3 separate regions of the Danio rerio genome follow, and all the other regions are linked to region 1. The links are chromatin contacts, called in public Hi-C and HiChIP or PLAC-seq maps. All regions are on one chromosome and are shown on one strand. Each heading gives the region's core, a stretch centred on a gene start, on an enhancer-like site or on the middle of the called end of the contact. The rest is flanking DNA. Distances are from core to core; before and after follow the strand shown.

The links. Hi-C and Micro-C count contacts between places; a contact is called where the count stands out from the background. HiChIP or PLAC-seq counts read pairs in DNA pulled down with a chosen protein or histone mark.
Region 2: a contact with region 1 is called in a Hi-C map of hematopoietic stem cells, with 3 times the contacts expected there. The contact joins the promoter of eif2s2 here to the promoter of cyc1 in region 1. A contact is called at or near these places in 3 of 18 Hi-C or Micro-C datasets (caudal fin, hematopoietic stem cells and an unstated tissue) and 2 of 4 datasets of contacts at active chromatin or transcription factors (caudal fin and embryo).
Region 3: a contact with region 1 is called in an H3K4me3 HiChIP or PLAC-seq map of embryo, with 7 times the contacts expected there. The contact joins the enhancer-like site here to the promoter of cyc1 in region 1. A contact is called at or near these places in 6 of 18 Hi-C or Micro-C datasets (caudal fin, embryo, hematopoietic stem cells and 2 more) and 3 of 4 datasets of contacts at active chromatin or transcription factors (caudal fin, embryo and gastrula embryo).

Annotation. Positions count from the first base shown.
Region 1 is chr6:53,024,455-53,027,308 of GRCz12tu, forward strand. cyc1 (cytochrome c-1) reads left to right here and starts at 1,403. Exons shown (of 7, transcript NM_001037393.2): 1 at 1,403-1,550; 2 at 2,648-2,838. The coding sequence starts at 1,470.
Region 2 is chr6:52,632,040-52,634,893 of GRCz12tu, forward strand. It overlaps eif2s2 (eukaryotic translation initiation factor 2, subunit 2 beta), which reads left to right and starts at 1,367. Exons shown (of 9, transcript NM_212675.1): 1 at 1,367-1,444; 2 at 2,347-2,524. The coding sequence starts at 1,430. It also overlaps a transcript of asip1 not described here.
Region 3 is chr6:52,679,176-52,682,029 of GRCz12tu, forward strand. All of the region lies in intron 5 of raly (RALY heterogeneous nuclear ribonucleoprotein), which reads right to left. Among named protein-coding and RNA genes, the nearest start is that of eif2s2, 47 kb to the left of the region's middle. Within about 2 kb of position 1,481, at least 4 of the 62 cell types and tissues checked have an H3K27ac peak or open chromatin away from gene starts, as enhancers often do.

The sequences.
Region 1 (2,854 bases), core at 153-2,652:
CTTTTGGTTTGCATCAGTGGTTCGGAGCTTGAATCGAAATCACCAAGTCACGTGATTTCATTAAACGATGCTTTGCCGCTGGTGAACCTCTGATGAACCTGAACGATTTTCAGGTTATTCCCAATTATGGTCTGATACATCAAATATTATTTAAACATCTAAAGTTTCACATTAAAACAGAAAAAAACGTTTTGTCTAACAATCGATACTATGATTTTATTCACCAGGCTTTTATGGCCCAAACATTATCAACCACGTTCCTGGAGGACCACCAGCACTGCATGTTTTGGAAGTCTCTCCTTTGCCTGTCACACGCATTACAGGTCTTTCAGTCTCTGCTAATGAGCTTATGATCTGAATTCGGAGTGTTTGGTTAAGGAGATGTACAAAATGTGCAGAGCTGGTGGTCCTCCAGGATCGTGTTTGAGAAACACTGAGATAATAGAATATGAAGGTTACAAATGCTATTTGAATAGCCAAAATATGAAATTATGATCATCTGTAGCATTAATCAATGCATGAGATTTTGATAACGAGAACCAATTAATCAGTTTTTAACTGAAGATGATGACAAATTTAAAGATTAGTTTTATTATCAAATAAGCACAAATAAATTAACGAATAAAGGGTAAGCTTATAATCAAGTAAGCCTAATTATAATTTAGCAGTATTAATAATACTTTTCATGTCTAAGAAATTAATATTTCACATTCAAAAATATTTTCAGAATTTTACTAATTTTTTTATCTATTAAAACGATCTATATAAGTCTGAGTGCAGAAAAAAAAAGCTTGTAGAAGATTGTGTTGCTATGAAAGTTTTTATTTTTATTAAAGCATGATAACGTTTAAGAATGTGTAGAATATTTTGCAATACACTTTATAGCTACATGTGAAGAGTTTATTTGTGAAGTTTATTATTCTATATGAAGTGATAGGATAATAATTAGCTTAAATCATGTTTTTTATTGTAGAAGAGTTCATCTGCCAAAAAAAAAACTTACAGATGATATTATAAAAAAAATACAAAAAATTGAGTTAACTGTTTCTGCAAATTAACTTCAAGTGTGTAGCACTGCACATTTGACAATTTTGCATGTATTCTAGCCGAGTTAAAGTCAAGCACCCTGATCCAACTTTTCAAGGTGTTGAAAAGCTTCGTTTCTCCCATAACCACAACTTGACACTGCACGTTTAATAAGCTGCTAAATACACCTCCATCGTCTACGTGGCGCTATAACACAAACAAAACACGGTTTTGCGTTATTTTAAAATTAAAAACCGCTTCAATTTGACCCTAAAAAGCCAGTTTTCGCTGTGCAAATTAAATTTAAAATCCCTAAACTCACAATTTACCGTTTATAGCGTAATAAATAGGTTTTGTAAGAGCTTGTGTAAGTTTCAGCGAAGGGAGGGGGTTGTTTGGCTCTCATCCGGTGGAAGCGTCTTTCTATCCGCAGAGTCAAGAACATGGCGGCGCTCCGTGTGGTCGTGTTCTCCGGTACCGGGAGAACCCTCCTGAACACATCCAAAGCCTTTCATACTCCACGGGTATGGATCTATGTGGTGTTTTCTTATCTATCTGCCATATTTTCACAGTCCGGAGTTTCACGGATGTAAACGTTCGCCTTAATTCTCTGAATTTTCCCGGCGTCTTTTACCTACAGCAAGGTCACCGCAGCTGTGGGTCTTCTTACAATCGCATCTTGACATTTGTGCTTTTATAATAGTGTCTTAACGCATCTTAACCGATCAATAGTAAATATCATTCGCATGAAAGCTTGTGTAGTTCGATTAAAAAGAAACTACAGCTGATATTATTGTCTGAGGCGAGCTGCTGTTCCTTGAGTTCATCCTATGGGAGGTGACATCAATGGTATTTGACTCTTAAGACATCTGTTAACTTACATTATTTCTGTTCATTAAACATACGATGCTTGTTTTGTAGTTCACAGATGTGCTAATTATACACTATATTCCCTCCTGAACAAGTTTAGCGTTTAATGTTCGGTATGAATGTCAGAATGTGTCAATGATATCAGCATTTAAGATGGAAATAACTAAAAGTTTATGTATAATCAGATAATACATGTTACAACATGGCAATATTGCAGATTGACTGGTCTCTCTGAAGGGCACAGATTAGAAATATATAATTCGTGACCTAAATATCATACTTTAATGTTTATTATTCATTAGTTTGAAATCTTTGTGTGTTCCTAAGACGTTATTGACAGGTTTCAGATTGTTATAATTGGGTATGGTTATAATTTTTAATGTTGGTGCTTGTAATGACTTTTTCTATTTACCATGTTAATATTTGATTAATATCAGTATTTGTATTATAGAAGTTAGTGTAATTGTAAGGTATTTTTCTCATTGACTGACATTTAAGGTCAGGTTGTCCTTCGCTGGTTCAGATTTTGTATTGTTTTGTTTACATGACAGCTTGGATATCATGTTAAGAAAATAATATGTAAATTAAAATATTAATCTGCTTCTATTATTATAAAAGGATAACTTGTCATCCATGCATATTGAGAAGACTTTAAATCCATTGATGCAATAGGCAGTTTATTTAAGTTAGCCATCAGAATATTAACCATAATATAATCCATTTTAAGCATGTGTGTATGTGTCTTTTGTAGGCCAGTATGTCATTCGCTAGCCTGCCGAAAGGGAAGAAGATAGCCCTGACCACGATTGGGGTGTTGACGACAGGAGGAGCTGGTCTGGCTCTGATGCTGCAGCAGTCGGTCAAGGCCTCAGATCTGGAGCTGCACCCGCCGACATACCCCTGGAGCCATGGTGGCTTTCTGTCCTCCCTCGACCATGCCAGGTAACACAGACCTGAG
Region 2 (2,854 bases), core at 117-2,616, 390 kb before region 1:
TGGGAAATATGTTAATAAATACAAATAATATGTATGATCTTTAAATTTCCTGTTCATTTACTCACTCACAGGTCATCCAAGATGTAGGTGATTTTTTTTCATCTGAAATAAATGGCTTTCAATTGATGTATTGGTTGTTAGCATAAGACAACATTTAGCCGATATAAAACTATTTAAAAATCTGGAATCTGTAGTTTAAAATAAAACATTTATTCAATTAATATCATATACATATTATTAATTAAAAATGATGTTTTGACAAATTAACAAAAGTAAATTTCTGAAATGTTTTCATAGAAGAAGAACTTAATATTCTGATAAAAATAAAATTTGAATGATAATAAAGATCGATAATTTAGACACATACTTTGTGGTCCAGAGTCATTAAACAAACAAAGCACAGCTGGGAGAAGAAAGAGAAAAACCTACTGATGTAATCGCATGTAACTCAATTGAAAATCCTGAACTGTCTTCTGTGAGGGTTTCAGAGAACAAAACCTTTTAATGTTATTTCCAACAGTTTCTCATTGCGGACGATATCGTAGATCAAAAGATGCAGTTCATATATAGAGACAAACAGGTGTTTAGGAAAGTAATGTTTTGTATTGTTGTTAGTTCTTGCTGAGAAAATAATGGCAACTCACCTTGTACCTCAGGGACTGTATTTATATAAAAAGCGAGAAGTTCTCATGCATGTGTTGTGCTCTATGACGCAAGATTCAGCACTGTTGTCAAAAGCAGACAGGAATGGAGGACGCAGGAAAAGGCTTTAGCTGTCTGGGAGCCAGGAATCCCACTGCAATTTTAAACAGATTAGAGGAATAAAATGGTTTGCAAGCCATTATGAGCATGAAGCAGGCAGGTCTGGTTCTCCTCTGGAAGAAGCTTTGAGGATATTGTTGAGGAGATTTGAAGAATGCAAGCGTTAAACTCTTCAGAGACGCCATGTTTACACCTGCTCAGGCCATGCAGTTTAGAAACCAAGTTGAGCATTATTTACCAAGATTTATTGTATCACATAAAAGTAATTCTCCCAGCACACTCGTTTGTTTATGCCAACTCCATAAAACTGTTTTGGTTTATGAGCTTCAAAATCTGATCAAACAAGGCTCGGGAGTTCTGCCATACTCCAGAGAGACAAAATAAGCCACGAGTTTCTCTGTGAAAACATTTCTGTCTGTTAAATGTGGGATTTTTTTCCGCCTGAGACACAAACGCTATGACAAAATAGGAGTCTCCTGCGTAGTTTTACCAACCAAAACTACAACTACCATCATGCAATGCGCTTAGCGCTATCTGACGCCCATGCGCATTCAGCTCCGCCCGGCCTGTCGCAGACATCGCGCGTATCGAGGAAGAGTAGACCGTTAAATTTACACTATTATAACGTTGACGTTTTATTCTTGGGTTTTCACTACAAGCCGACAACATGTCTGGAGACGAGGTTAGTGAACTGTCTCTGTTTATGAAGAACATAGGTTAAAATAGATGAACTTACACAGTCAAAAAGGAAGGACAATTGGGCCTACTAGTTTAGGCTGTGTGGAAACACATGTGCCGACTCGTTTTTTCTAGATCTTTTTGTCAGTAGCCTGGCTAGTTGCATATTAAACGTTGTACATATTTCAAATGATCTTGAGAGTTTATTGACAAAACGTAATATGGTACTGTAATTGGAGTTTATTCATGATAGCGCGTTTTTCGACAGTTACGATAATGTCTGGACGTTGTGATACAAGGGTTCTTTTACTCGAGTACCATGGTATTACTTAAGTTGTTTTTGACTGCTATCATAATGCGATTGTATTAATGATTATTTACTATGGTTTTGACATTTGTGTTTTATTTTGTAGTCGTTGATAATATTGATAATATTGTTTGTGGAAGCACCATGTTTTTAGACTATTCATACAATGCCTCTAGTATTTGTAAAGTATCATGTAAATACTATGATATAAGAATGTTTTAGTTCAATGCTTAAATAAACATTAGTCTTTAAAAAACTAAAGTATTATGGAATTTGCATTTCAGCACCCTGACATGTTTGAAATACTGTATAAATATTATGATGCAATACCTGGTCAATGAAGTGTTGGTTTCTGATTATCACTTTTAAACATCTTTATCCTGATACTTTACTTTAAATTGGGAAGTGAGTTCAGCCACTCCAGGTATATGTTATTCAACTTGTTTTATAAAATAATAAAATTACATCATGGTTGACATCATCTAATATAGTCTTAGTCAGATTAGTTCTGACCGACTGGTCAGTAGGCTTTTCTGGCCTTTGTTGCTGGGGTCTTCTCAATCTCATCTCATTAAACTCTTGCTTTTTTGTCCTTCCAGATGATATTTGATCCCACCATGACCAAGAAGAAGAAAAAGAAGAAGAAGCCCTTCATGCTGGAAGAAGATGGTGGAGAGGGAGGAGATGAAAGCCAACAAGTAGAAGCAAAAGAGATCGAGGCAGATGGTGGTGAGGAGAGAGAGTTTGATCTCGATGAAGATGAGGGGAGGAAGAAAGGTAAATTGCATGCCATTTTATTCTGCATAAATGTTCTCTGCCTAGTGTACCATGGTAATTGAGAGATGCTAAGAAAACCCAAAGCAATATTATTAACTATCTCTAGTCAGTGCCCAAATTTCTCCCCAGAATCTTGTCATTGCCAGTTTGATTTTAAATTATTAAAAAAAACTTGTAAATGAGTTTAAACATTCAAGTGGACTATTTAAGTTGCCTTAGGACAGATTGTCTTTGCATGTAAATAGTATCAATTTACAATAAATCAACAATTAGGCCTGTCGCAATAATCATAATTTCGACTTATCGCGCAACACATGGACATGTCCACAA
Region 3 (2,854 bases), core at 231-2,730, 350 kb before region 1:
CGATCCCAGCCTCAAAATGAGCGAGTTTGAGCCATGTGTACATTAGGTAGCGTTCAGAACAAACAAAACACAAGTGAAGAAACTTGACACAGAGGAACATAAACACCTACTGCCAGCTAGCGTTTCGGAAGTGTTACTGTAGAGCAACAGAAACTGCGCGCAGAAGTATAAATGCATGACAATGCGTAAAGCACACTGCAAAAAATGCTTTTCTTACTTAGATTTTTTGTCTTATTTCTAGTTCAAATATCTAAAAACTCTTAAATCAAGAAGAATTTTCTAGACAAGCAGAACATACTGTCTTGTTTTAAGATATAATATGTCAAACTTAAGTGAGTTTTCCCTTAAAACAAGATAAATAATCTGCCAATGGGGTAAGCAAAATAATCTTATGTCAAAAGGAAAAACAAGATTAATTTGCTTACCCCATTGGCAGATTATTTAGCTTCTCTTAAGGGAAAACTCCATTAATATTGGGATATTATTTCTGAAAACAAGACAATATATTTTACTGGCCTAGAAAATGTTTCTTGATATAAGAATTTTTAGATATTTGGACTTTAAACAAGACAAAAAATCTAGGTAAGAAAAGCATTTTTTGCAGTGCAGCCGTGGGTCACGCTGATCACTTGACGCAGAAGTATAAACCAGGCTTTACATTGAATTGTGTAAATAGTTGCTTTGTAGTTGGTGCTAAACAAATGTATTAGATGGAAATCCTGCCCTCAATTAAATTTATCAAGAACATCCAATGAGATATTTTTTGAGTGTGGTATGATTTTGTTGGATTCAATCATCATTTTTGTACAGCCATTTAATTCCTAATTTGTTAACATGCATGGAAAAAGAAAGTCTCTATTAAGTGATTCAAATAAGCTCTAGTACATTTGGAAAAATGAAAAAGTCAATCTTTAAGCAAAGTCATCTCATGCTTTTTATACATCAGCTCCTCATAAGCAGAACGACTTAAAAGAGCAACTGAACCTCATATCCACTGACAGCACATGTCATTGCATTGTAGCCAAATTGACCGAAATGAGGCCACAAGTTAACAATTTGGAATCCAAGTCTTAAACCTATTGTTGTCGGGGATGGAGGCGATGAATGGAGTGAGAGAAGAAGACACTCTTGCCTTCAAAGAGAAGAAAGTCTGCTGCCCAGAACCCGAAAGAGAGCAGCTGGCTTCCCACATGCCATCTACACAGCTTTATTGACTGATCCGCAATCCTGGAGATCTAAATTATTGGATATGTTTGCTGTAAAATATCGACTGGAGTCAGCGTCGCCCTAAGACGGCTGTAAGTCAGGGAGCAGAGATCACAAGAGAGATATCAATAAACATGTCAGCTCATCATATGGCTGCAATATCCCTTACATCTGCAAACAAGTACATCCAGCTGAGTCTCGCAGCAGGGTTTCCATAGCTCCCGAAAAGGGACGCTGGCCAACCGCGCGCTCGCACAGCCAAAGTTTGCTTAACGGGTCATGAAGGGAGTTCTTGTGACACGCATATTCTCTCCTCCGTCTTTTTAGTTCTGCAGCTTACAGCTGTGTGTGAGTGTTTTTACGAGAGTTTCTTCAGATTCTGCCAAGTTGTGAGAAAATGTATTATGACAGGAAAAGCCGTGCGAAGGAAAGAAACACTGTGCCTGACTTCATTATAAGTCACTGCTGGGTTACGACACTAAAAAGTGCTCCGTAAAAAAGCCTTTATGGAGTTATGGCTTGAGGTCAGTCTATTTCAGCATGTGCAAAAGGGTTTTACTGGTTTACCTTACTATAGAGGGGTGAATCCACATTATCTCACCATTTACTCACCACTGTGTGGTTTCAGACCTTTGTGAGTTTCTTTTTTCACTTTAGTTTAGGTCACAATTCATGCTATTAACCTCTGGCTTTGTATCTGCCTATTATTAAGATAATAATGTTCATAAGTAGTTATAAAGTATGATCTTATTCTCTTTCTCTAATCCTACCCAAAATCTAAACCAGACTTCTACCTTAACTATTAAAGGTCTGGTGAAGTGCTTTGAAATTTGCATTTTTATTCGATGCTTTATGTAATCTCAACCAAAACACGAAGAGAGGGTTGAACATAGTGTAGCTCCTCCCCCTTAAAAAAAACCCAGCCAATAGAGGAATTACCAGTTTGTAAACCTTCAGGATGCAGTGAGGTTGCAGAAAAAACTGGGAGTGCTGACATTTACATGCCGATTTATGCTGACATTTACATGCTGATATCCGATGCGGTACACAGTTAGTTTGTCATTAGAGATAAGTTATACTGATTACATATTATATATTATATTTATATAATGCTTTTAGCATATTATAGCAGCTTGTCACCCAGTTATAAGCACAGTTATTTGGCGAAATTAACGTTAAAGTAAGCTGCGTTCGTTTGACAGGTCCATTTGCGATAGCACCCTCCCAATAGATATTGGATAAGACGAAATAGCCAATCATCCAGCCCGAATACACTGCAAAAAATGCTTTTCTTACTTAGATTTTTTGTATTATTTCTAGTCCAAATATCTAAAAACTCTTAAATTAAGAAGAATTTTCTAGACAAGCAAAACATGCTGTCTTGTTTTAAGATGTAATATGTCAAACTTAAGTGAGTTTTCCCTTAAAACAAGATAAATAATCTGCCAATGGGGTAAGCAAAATAATCTTATGTCAAAAGGAAAAACAAGATTAATTTGCTTACCCCATTGGCAGATTATTTAGCTTGTTTTAAGGTAAACCTCCATTAATATTGGGATATTATTTCTGAAAACAAGACAATATATTTTACTGGCCTAGAAAATGTTTCTTGATATAAGTAGTTTTAGATATTTGGACTTGAAACAAG